2 separate regions of the Capsicum annuum genome follow, and region 1 is linked to region 2. The links are chromatin contacts, called in public Hi-C maps. All regions are on one chromosome and are shown on one strand. The core of a region is the stretch at or near the end of the contact, and the rest is flanking DNA. Distances in the headings are between cores, read along the strand shown. Region 1 holds the start of LOC107859324 (protein phosphatase 2C 70). Region 2 holds the start of LOC107840876 (RAN GTPase-activating protein 2).

Region 1 (4,575 bases), core at 639-3,138, 350 kb after region 2:
TTAAGTACTAGTAAAGAGATATAATTGAGGCAAATCCCATTTAGCAAGTAAGGTCCATTATCAGATTTAGATCGTTGACAATTGACATGTCCATGTGTGTATGACCCAAAATTACTCTCTTCTGCTACAAGCTAATATAATATACGTGTATGCATATTCTTTTCCACAGTACACACTCGTTACTCCACCTGTATAATACATTTAATATTTTAATTTTTGTTGATCTAACACATTTTTTAAGAAGTTTTTGATTAAAAATATATTTTATTAGAAATTATTTCTTATATTTTGAAATTAAAAATATATTTAATTTATTCATATCTTATGAATATTGTACCAATAGAACACATATATTTATACATTCAAAGTTGAATGAACGAAAAAGGACATAAAATGTCTTTCAACTATGTAAAATGGTATAAAAACACCCTTCGTCTACCTATTGGGCCTAAAATACCCTTTTCGTCTACCTATTGGATATAAAATGTCTTTCTCACCTATCTATTGTTCTAAAATGTCCTTCCCATCTATCTATTGGGCTTATTTTGCCCTTTTACTTAGGCAAATTATATGAAAAAGTCATCCATAAAAGTTAATTACATAAATAATAGTACTTTTTCGATATTAAAATAATAAAAGTTTTTTTTCTTCATATATAACCATTTTAAGAAATAAAAAAAGATAATCATAATTCTTAATTTAATGCAATAACTAATTATCAATTCACCTTAATTTAAGAGATATATTTTCAATCTTCAAATTAAAAGTAGAAAAGATAATCCTAGCTTTCAAATATTTTTCTCTCTTATATTCAAAATTCGTATATTTTTAAATAAACTAAGTATTTCATTATTTGCTCGTGTATGTTTCATTTTATTTTTATGTATGTTAATTATCTAGTATTATTTCATTATTATGTATTTTTAATTCTAATATAATGGGGTAACCATAATTTTTTATGGATAAATATTTATGGAATAAAAATCATTTTGTTGGAAGTAATATATCACATATTTTTGTTGTCTAAATATAATTAATGTAAAAGTAAGATTATTATTATATATTTTATAGAATTTATGAGATAAATATTCATGATATTTTTTATATAATTTTTGCTCCATTTGATATAATATCAAACACCATTTGCACCATTTGATATAATATCAAACACCATTTGATATAATATCAAATGGTGCAAAAATTATATATAAAATATAATAATAAACTGATTTTGACATTAATTATATTTATATAACAAAAATATATATGATATATCTGTACTTCCAACATAATGATTTTTATTTTATAAGTATTTATTCATAAAAAAATATGGTTAACTCATTACATTAGAATTAAAAATACATAATAATGAAATAATACTAGATAATTAACATACATGAAAATAAAGTGAAACATACACGAGAAAATAATGAAATACTTAGCTTATTTAAAAATATTTAAATTTTAAATATAAAAGAGAAAAATCTTTGAAAGCAGGGATTATCTTTTTCACTTATAATTTGAAGATTGAAAATATATTTCCTAAATTAAGGTGAATTGATAATTAGTTATTGTATTAAATTAAGAATTATAATTATCCTTTTGATTTTTTAAAATGGCTATATATGAAAAAAATATTATTTTTGCAATATAAAAAAAGTACTATTATTTATGTAATTAAGTTTTATGGATGATTTTTTTATATAATTTGCCTAAATAAAATGATAAAATAGGTTCAATAGATAGATGAGAAGGGCATTTTAGATACAATAGATAGGTGAGAAAGATATTTTAGATTGTAGATGAAAAAAATATTTTAAGCCCAATAAATAGAGGAAGGTTATTTTTACGCCACTTTACATGGTTGAAGGCATTGACCCTTTTGGTTGAATGAAATCAATATAAAAAAAAGAATTTGTAGATATAAAAGAGGTGGGGAAGGAGAAAACAAAGAGGATCAAAATAAATGCGACCATTTCAAAGCGAGCTTCTCGCAAAGCCGAGAGAGAGAGAGAGAGGGGTTGGTTAGATTTGATAGAAATAGAGAGAAATATAGAAGTAGTTGAAATTCTCTCTCATAATCATCATCACGTACGGTGAGGGTTCATCGCTATGCCAGGTGCTGCTGATGTTGATGATGTTAGCATCACCATGACCACTCTTACCACCAACAACATTCTCTTCTTATCAAACGAGGGTCTTCTTCTTATTGTTGTTATGCTCCTTTTCATCCTCCTTATTATCCTCATCGCCTGCAGATATAAGCCATGGCGTTTCTTTTACTCTTCTCATGTCTCCTCCAACTCTCTCCCCTTTAGCAATAAAAAGGTGAACCCCCTTTTCCTTTTCTTTTTTCATCCAATAAATGATCTTTTTTGCAATTGGGTTCTTGGGGGTTTTGCTTATTGTTTATTGTTGGATGATACAAAAAGTGTTTTTTTTTCCCCTGTGATTGGGTTATTGGGGTTTTGATTATGGCTGACCTGAAAAAAACTTTTTTGTTTGTTCCTAATATGGTGGGATGTAATCAAGATTGTGACTTTTCTTGATTTGGATTAAATTTGCTAGGGTTTATTAATAAGGATTAAGATAACTAACCCATCTTTATTTGGAATTGAGGTGTAGTTTGGTGATTGATAATAGTTCTAATATGATGGGAGATGGAATATTGATAGATCATGATTTTTGGTTTACGCGGTAGTATTTGCGGATGCATAGTATGAAACTTTATTGGTTTCGGAAGCTGGTATTGTTGCTTATTTTAGTGCATTTTCTGAATTGAATGTGGACTAGCCCAGCCTGGTTTCTATATTTAGGGACACTATGTTTTTCACGTGGTGTTTAGGAGAACAAGTTTAGACAGAGGAGAAAATCTGAGACTTGGAGAAGTTTCTTTTTGTTCGATCAGGAACTGAATGCGAATGCGATCCCATAATGACCGAGCAATTAGAGTTCTAGGGGAATGGAACGTGGAACTTCTTTGTTTATTCGAAGAGCAATCTACATTGTTATGTCAGGTTATGTGGTTGGTTACGTAAGAGGTTCTAAGAGGCGATTTTCGCGTATCTCCCATAAGATGTTACTTGGTATGTAGTCAAGTACTTACAGTTCAAAATTCTGTTTTATGGTCCCTAATGTAGTTTTTGACATGGTGTGTATCTGTTGAGGTACAGTTGAGGCTTTTGGAGGAACCTCATATGAATTTCTAGAATTATTATAAAGAGCTATTTCCTACTTCATCAGTCATTGCATATGCAGGGAAGTAGCATGGGCGTATAATATATTTGACTAGTCATCTAGGTATTTACTACTCCCTAGGTTTCATTATATATGATAGTATTTGACTTGGTGCGAAGTTTAAGGGAGAAAGAGAACCTTTGGCACACACTAAAAGTACAGCTAGAACTTGTGGTTGTAGACATGACATGATATTTCTCTGCCTATAGGATCATTGTTCATTAATAGAGGTTTGAATCTGAATGGTTCAAACTTCAGACCATTATGTGTATTTGTTTTTTATGAAGATTTTAGCTCTTAATAGGTCTGAATCATTTAGATCTAGAACCAGGTCTTAATAGGTCTGAAGAGATATTCTAGTATTGGATAATATTCACCACTCTATTCATAATCAGCAGTCACCACCACTAACCACCACTAACCACCTCTGTTATCGCCGCCATTATCAATCACCACCCACCACCACCAACCACCTCCACCATCACAACCACCATCGATAACAAATATCGCTATGAATCACTATTGTCAACCGCTACCACACCTATTACCTCTATTATTCTAATTATATTCACTGCCACCACCGCCGTTAACACCACCACCATCATCAACCACTACCGGTCAATCCCTAAGATCGACCAACTCGTCTATCACAACTAGCACCACTGCTAACTACCACTAATACATCACAATCTTCACACATTCTTCGGCCGCCACCACCATTGTCACTATTAACGCCACCTCTACCACCACTTCAACCACTACCATCGCTACAATTTATCTCTACTAATAATCATCTCCACCATCACAACAAACATCTCCAACTAGCACCGACACATCGTCAACCATCATGCATTCATGTTTCAGCCAACACAATCAACACCTCAAACTACTAACATCAAGCAACGTTACATCACAACCACTACCACCACCACAATCGCCACCATCATAACAGTCACTACAATACCAACCATCACAACTATTACCACCAATATTATTAATCATTAACATCAATCATTGTCATCGCAATCACCATTATAAACCATCTTCACTATCACTAATAAACATAAATGTTTTTTCTCAATCAAATAATAATTTTATTGTATTAAATTACATACTTTTCTAATATATAATTAATTTTTTATTTGAATTGTATTTTTTATTTTATTATATATATAAATAAAAATATTCTGCACATTTAGATGATGAAAAACAAACAGTCTTAGTCATTTAGTTTTCAGATCTAGAGATAACATCTTAATCATTCAGATGTGCATTCAGGCATTTAGATTCAGACGTCTGAATCTTAAAAAAAAAAAATGCTGCCTAAGAGTTCCCGTA
Region 2 (4,748 bases), core at 1,210-3,709:
AATATTCTACTCAGATAAGAATACATTTTACTTTCTTCATTCGCTTTTACTTGACACTTTTTGATATGACACACTCATTGATAAAATAATGATTAATATAGTGAATTTACAATATTGCCCCTCTTAATTTATGTTTAGTAATAGGTATTCCCACTGGTCCAAGATAAGTAAACTTTTAAGCTATTTTCAGTGTCCAAAATAAGTTAATTATTCATTCATCAAGAGATATGTTGAAAATTTCTTTCAATTTCCTTCATTTACGCTTTTTATATTATGAGTTCCAAGAGACTTAATTAATTTTATTTTAATATGGCTGAAATTTCAAGAAAAGTTTGATAATATCTAAAAGGATAAAAATAAAATGTAAATACAATTTATGACCTAATTTCTTTTTCTTAATAGGTGTGTATTCAAAAATTTAATTAGAAAAAATGTATTAAAACAACCTTAAACTATACTTGAAAAGTCGAAATAACACCTAAACTATGATCTAATACACACTTTTACTATTTAAAAATAAATTTATTTTCATCCTAAAAGCTGACATGGCACAAAAATAAAAGTAAACAAAAACGAGGCCCGTTTCTGATTTTTTTTTTACATTTTTTCTTGATTTTCTCACCTTTTTATATTTTTCTTTCTTTCTTTATTGCATCTTCATCATTTTCTCTCTCTTCTCCAAAACCCACATTGAACTACCATTTTCGACATTACGTTCAAAGAAAACTTCATCTTCCCCACTCTCTTTCTCTTCAATATCATTCAAATCTTCATTTATATTTCCTCATTAATAGTTACATCTTCATTCTTTCTTTTCTCAAAGAAAATCATACACCCATTTCATTAAAAGAATGAAAAAAGTTAAAATAATCAATGAGACACAAGTTAAGAAAATGTAACTTTTTGAATGAAAAATCGTTGTTTTATTGAAATTATAGGTTTTTCAATAGTTTTTTATAGAGAATTTTTATTTTTCAGAAAATCCAATTTGACGGAGTAAATAATTTAATGGTATAAAGGCTAAAAAAAATTTATTGATTTTTTTTCAAATTCATACTGACTTTTTGGATATATATTGTTATTTTGCTATTGATTTAAATGTATATCTTTTGATTGTACTGTCAATAGGTGTTTTAGAAATTTGAATTTAAAGAATACTAAAAATAGATTTTTTTGAGTTCTTTGATTGATGTTGAGTTTTTTTGTTTGGGTTGTAAGAATTAATGTTTGTTTTAATTTAATATTTTTGCAAATTATAAGAATTTCTACTTTGATGATGTGGTGAATTTGTTGGGTGATGGATGGCGAGAAAAAAAATTGATGGTGGTGGTGACTAAGAAATTGATGGCGATAATGGTGGTGTAAGACGAAGAAGAAGACGAAGAAGAAGAAGAATTGAGTATGATATGGGGATTGTGACGAGCAAATAAATGAAGGTTATGATGATCGGACAAAGATTGGACATAAATTTTTTGGTGAGATGTGATTCGAGTGGATGGGTTAGCAATGAAGAAGATGTATTTAATAGAGTTTTTAGTGATTAAATTAGTGTAAAATATGATTAACAAAAAGTTAATAAATAAATAAAAATAAAAGTAAAAAGATGTAACAATTATAATTTTTGACATGGCACTGACGTGGTCTTGGATGTGGCAGGTGAGTATAAAACATCACATATTGTGAGAGTAGTTCGTACGTTTCAGGGTGGTATTAAAATTATTTTTAATATGTATAAGCGTGTAATAGGTTATTTCAGTAGTTTTAGTGTGCCTTTGACCTTTCGAATATAATTTAAGGTGGTTTTGATGTCTTTTCTCATTTAATTATGTTGGACTAGAGGGAGTATTGAAAAAGAATTTAGAGAATAAGTAATTAATGTTAAAGATAAAACATGAAAAAAAAAATTATCTTTTCATGATTTGTCAAAAATGACAAGTAAACATGAAAATCATCATTATCACCATCAACAACAACATACCCAGTAAAATTTCACAAGTGAGGTCTGGAAAGGTTAAAGTGTATGCAAATTTTACCACTACCTCGAGTAGGTAGAGAGATTGTTTTTGAAAAACCCTCAACTCAAGTGTAGCACAATCAAGTACAATTAAGAGGAAATCAGTGAAGAAAATATATCAACTAATCTGCTGCAGAAAGATAATATTCAGTCACAAAATAACGTGATAATTGAAATACGACAGACAATAATAATGATAGATATCTACGGCTAAATTCTAAGCTACCATACTATACTATGATGTAGAGTGATACTTTTACTCAACTAGCCTTCTATGATAATATATATCCTCCACATCTCTTGACAAAGATCATGTCCTTAAATTGTAAAACTAAAAATTAAATTAGAAAAATGGGGATAACTAAATCCCAACGGAGGAGTAATTTAAGGAAAAAAAAAAAAAAGTAAACCTTCGATTAAAATGCTACCCCCCACCCCTGCCCCCTCTCCTCTTCTTTTTTAATTAAATTCATTTCAAACAAAAAAATTTACATTAGGTTATCTCCCGAGTAGAAGAGAAATATAAGACACTGTTCCCCCCTCACGCATTGTTCACTTCACTTCCTTTGTGTTTTTCCTCAGTTCCCTCACACTCTCTGCGGCGGCTTTGTTTCCCGGTGAGTCACACCAGATAGACTCGCACCAAACATAATCAGAAAAACCCAGAAAGGATTTTTTATTTTCCTCTTCATTTCTATGGTTTTTTGTGCATTTGCGCTGTATGTGTTTTTACTTTTTTTTTGGTCATATGTTCATTTAGTTCACAGATCTGTGCTGTAATTTTGTTAATTTTTCTTGTTTATTGTGCTTTTACTTGTGGTTTAATGTTGTTTTTTCTTCATTTTGTCATTTGGGGTTTAGAGATGGATCGATGATTTTAAGTTAGTGGTGCGAATATAACACCATTGTAACTATACGTGCAGGGTTAGGACATGTTTGGTACGAAGGAAAAATGTTTTTTGGAAAAGAAAATGTTTTTCGGGAAAATAAGTGGGTTTCTTATTTTTTTTTCTTTGTGTTCGGTATACATGTAAAAAGATTATTTTAGAAGTGTGTGTATATAATCTAGGCAAATAACATGTGAGGTGGGGTGAATATAAGGTGTGTTGGAAGGTGTAGGGAGGATATAATTAATATGGAATGCTACTTGTAGAACTTGTTTTTCCTACTTTGCAAGTCATTTTTAAGGAGCTTGTTTTTCGGGGAAAATATTTTTCAAAGACCAACAGAACATGAGAAAATCGGAAAACATTTTCTTAAGGGTATTTAGAGTAGAGTAGGTTGCAATTACTGTGGAGAGTTACACCCCTTGGTTGGGTATAAATTTTTTATTTTTCTCGTGAGATTTGTTTGTTTGTAGAGGAAAAAGAAGGATTTTGTTTAGTAGTACAAGTTTCTGATGTTTTTAGCAGCTTTTGTTTGTAAATTGTATATATATGCTGCTCCACTCATAATTTTCTTCTGTAATGTGTAGCATTTTTTTTGTATTCAAGAATGTTTTAATGTGTTTTAGTGTGGTGAAATGAAATACATCTGGTGAATGTAATAATTTTGATTTTGAATATTTTACTTTGTTGTATATGAATATGGTGCATTGTAAGGTAGTTTATAAAAGAGTAGAAAACTCAATCTCATTTTCGATGATGGATGATTGTGGAATACTCAGATTCAGACGTAGAAACAACTTCATCAATCTTTTGACACCTGCTTGGTGTTTTGCGATGAAATATTGACTTGTCAAAAAAATGTATCTCATTTCTCTATGAGGAAGAAGTTGACCTCTTGAAATTTGATTTCCCTATGATTTATATTTAGTTTGTTTTATGTTGAAGTAATCTCGTGCCTTGAGCCGGGGGTCTATCGGAAACAGCCTTTCTACTTCATCAGAGGTAGAGGTATGGACTGCGTACATCTTACCCCCCCCCAGACCCCACTAGGTGGGAATACACTGGGTTTGTTGTTGTTGTTGTTGTTATGTTGAAGTAGGTTTGCACAAACTTAACTGCCAGAGATGAATCTTGTTAGTAGTTATATGTCTTGAAAGCTAATTACTTTATTTTTCTATAGAAACTGAGGCATGTTCCACTATATTCCTTGATTCTAGGTTTCCTCCAATGGATGCCACAATATTGAATTCTCAGCGAAGACCATTTTCAATTAAACTGTGGCCTCCAAGTGAGAACACAAGAAAAATGCTGGTTGAAAGAATGACGAACAATCTTTCTAGTCCAACCATTTTCACCCGCAAGTACCGCTGTCTATCCAAGGAAGATGCTGCCACAAGTGCTGAACAAATTGAACATGCAGCTTTTACCGTTTCTAGTCAACATTATGAGAAGGAGCCTGACGGTGATGGGAGTTCTGCTGTGCAACTTTATGCCAAGGAATGCAGCAAGCTTATCCTGGAACTTCTAAAACAGATGCCCAGATCAGAGCACGAGGAGATTTCATTTTCCGAGGTTATTCCTACTGTTCAGGAAACCTTTTTCGATATCTCAAAAGGAAAAAGGGCTTTTATTGAAGCGGAAGAGGCTCAAGAACTTTTAAAGCCATTAAAAGAGTCTGGAAACTCTTTCAGCAAAATTTGTTTCAGCAATAGAAGCTTTGGTGTAAATGCAGCACGTATTGCAGGCCCTATCTTGGCATCCTTGAAGGATCAGTTGAAGGAAGTTGATTTGTCAGATTTTGTTGCTGGAAGAAATGAGGCAGAAGCACTTGATGTCATGAATATATT

Evidence for each region. A called contact is a pair of places that touch in the nucleus more often than the background predicts.
Region 1: a contact with region 2 is called in a Hi-C map of placenta, with 3 times the contacts expected there. The contact joins the promoter of LOC107859324 here to the promoter of LOC107840876 in region 2. A contact is called at or near these places in 3 of 5 Hi-C or Micro-C datasets (bud, leaf and placenta).

What each region holds. Positions count from the first base shown.
Region 1 is chr1:162,819,977-162,824,551 of UCD10Xv1.1, forward strand. It overlaps LOC107859324 (protein phosphatase 2C 70), which reads left to right and starts at 1,889. Exons shown (of 13, transcript XM_047407728.1): 1 at 1,889-2,328. The coding sequence starts at 2,113.
Region 2 is chr1:162,473,666-162,478,413 of UCD10Xv1.1, forward strand. LOC107840876 (RAN GTPase-activating protein 2) reads left to right here and starts at 2,460. Exons shown (of 2, transcript XM_016684821.2): 1 at 2,460-2,631; 2 at 4,119-4,748. The coding sequence starts at 4,129.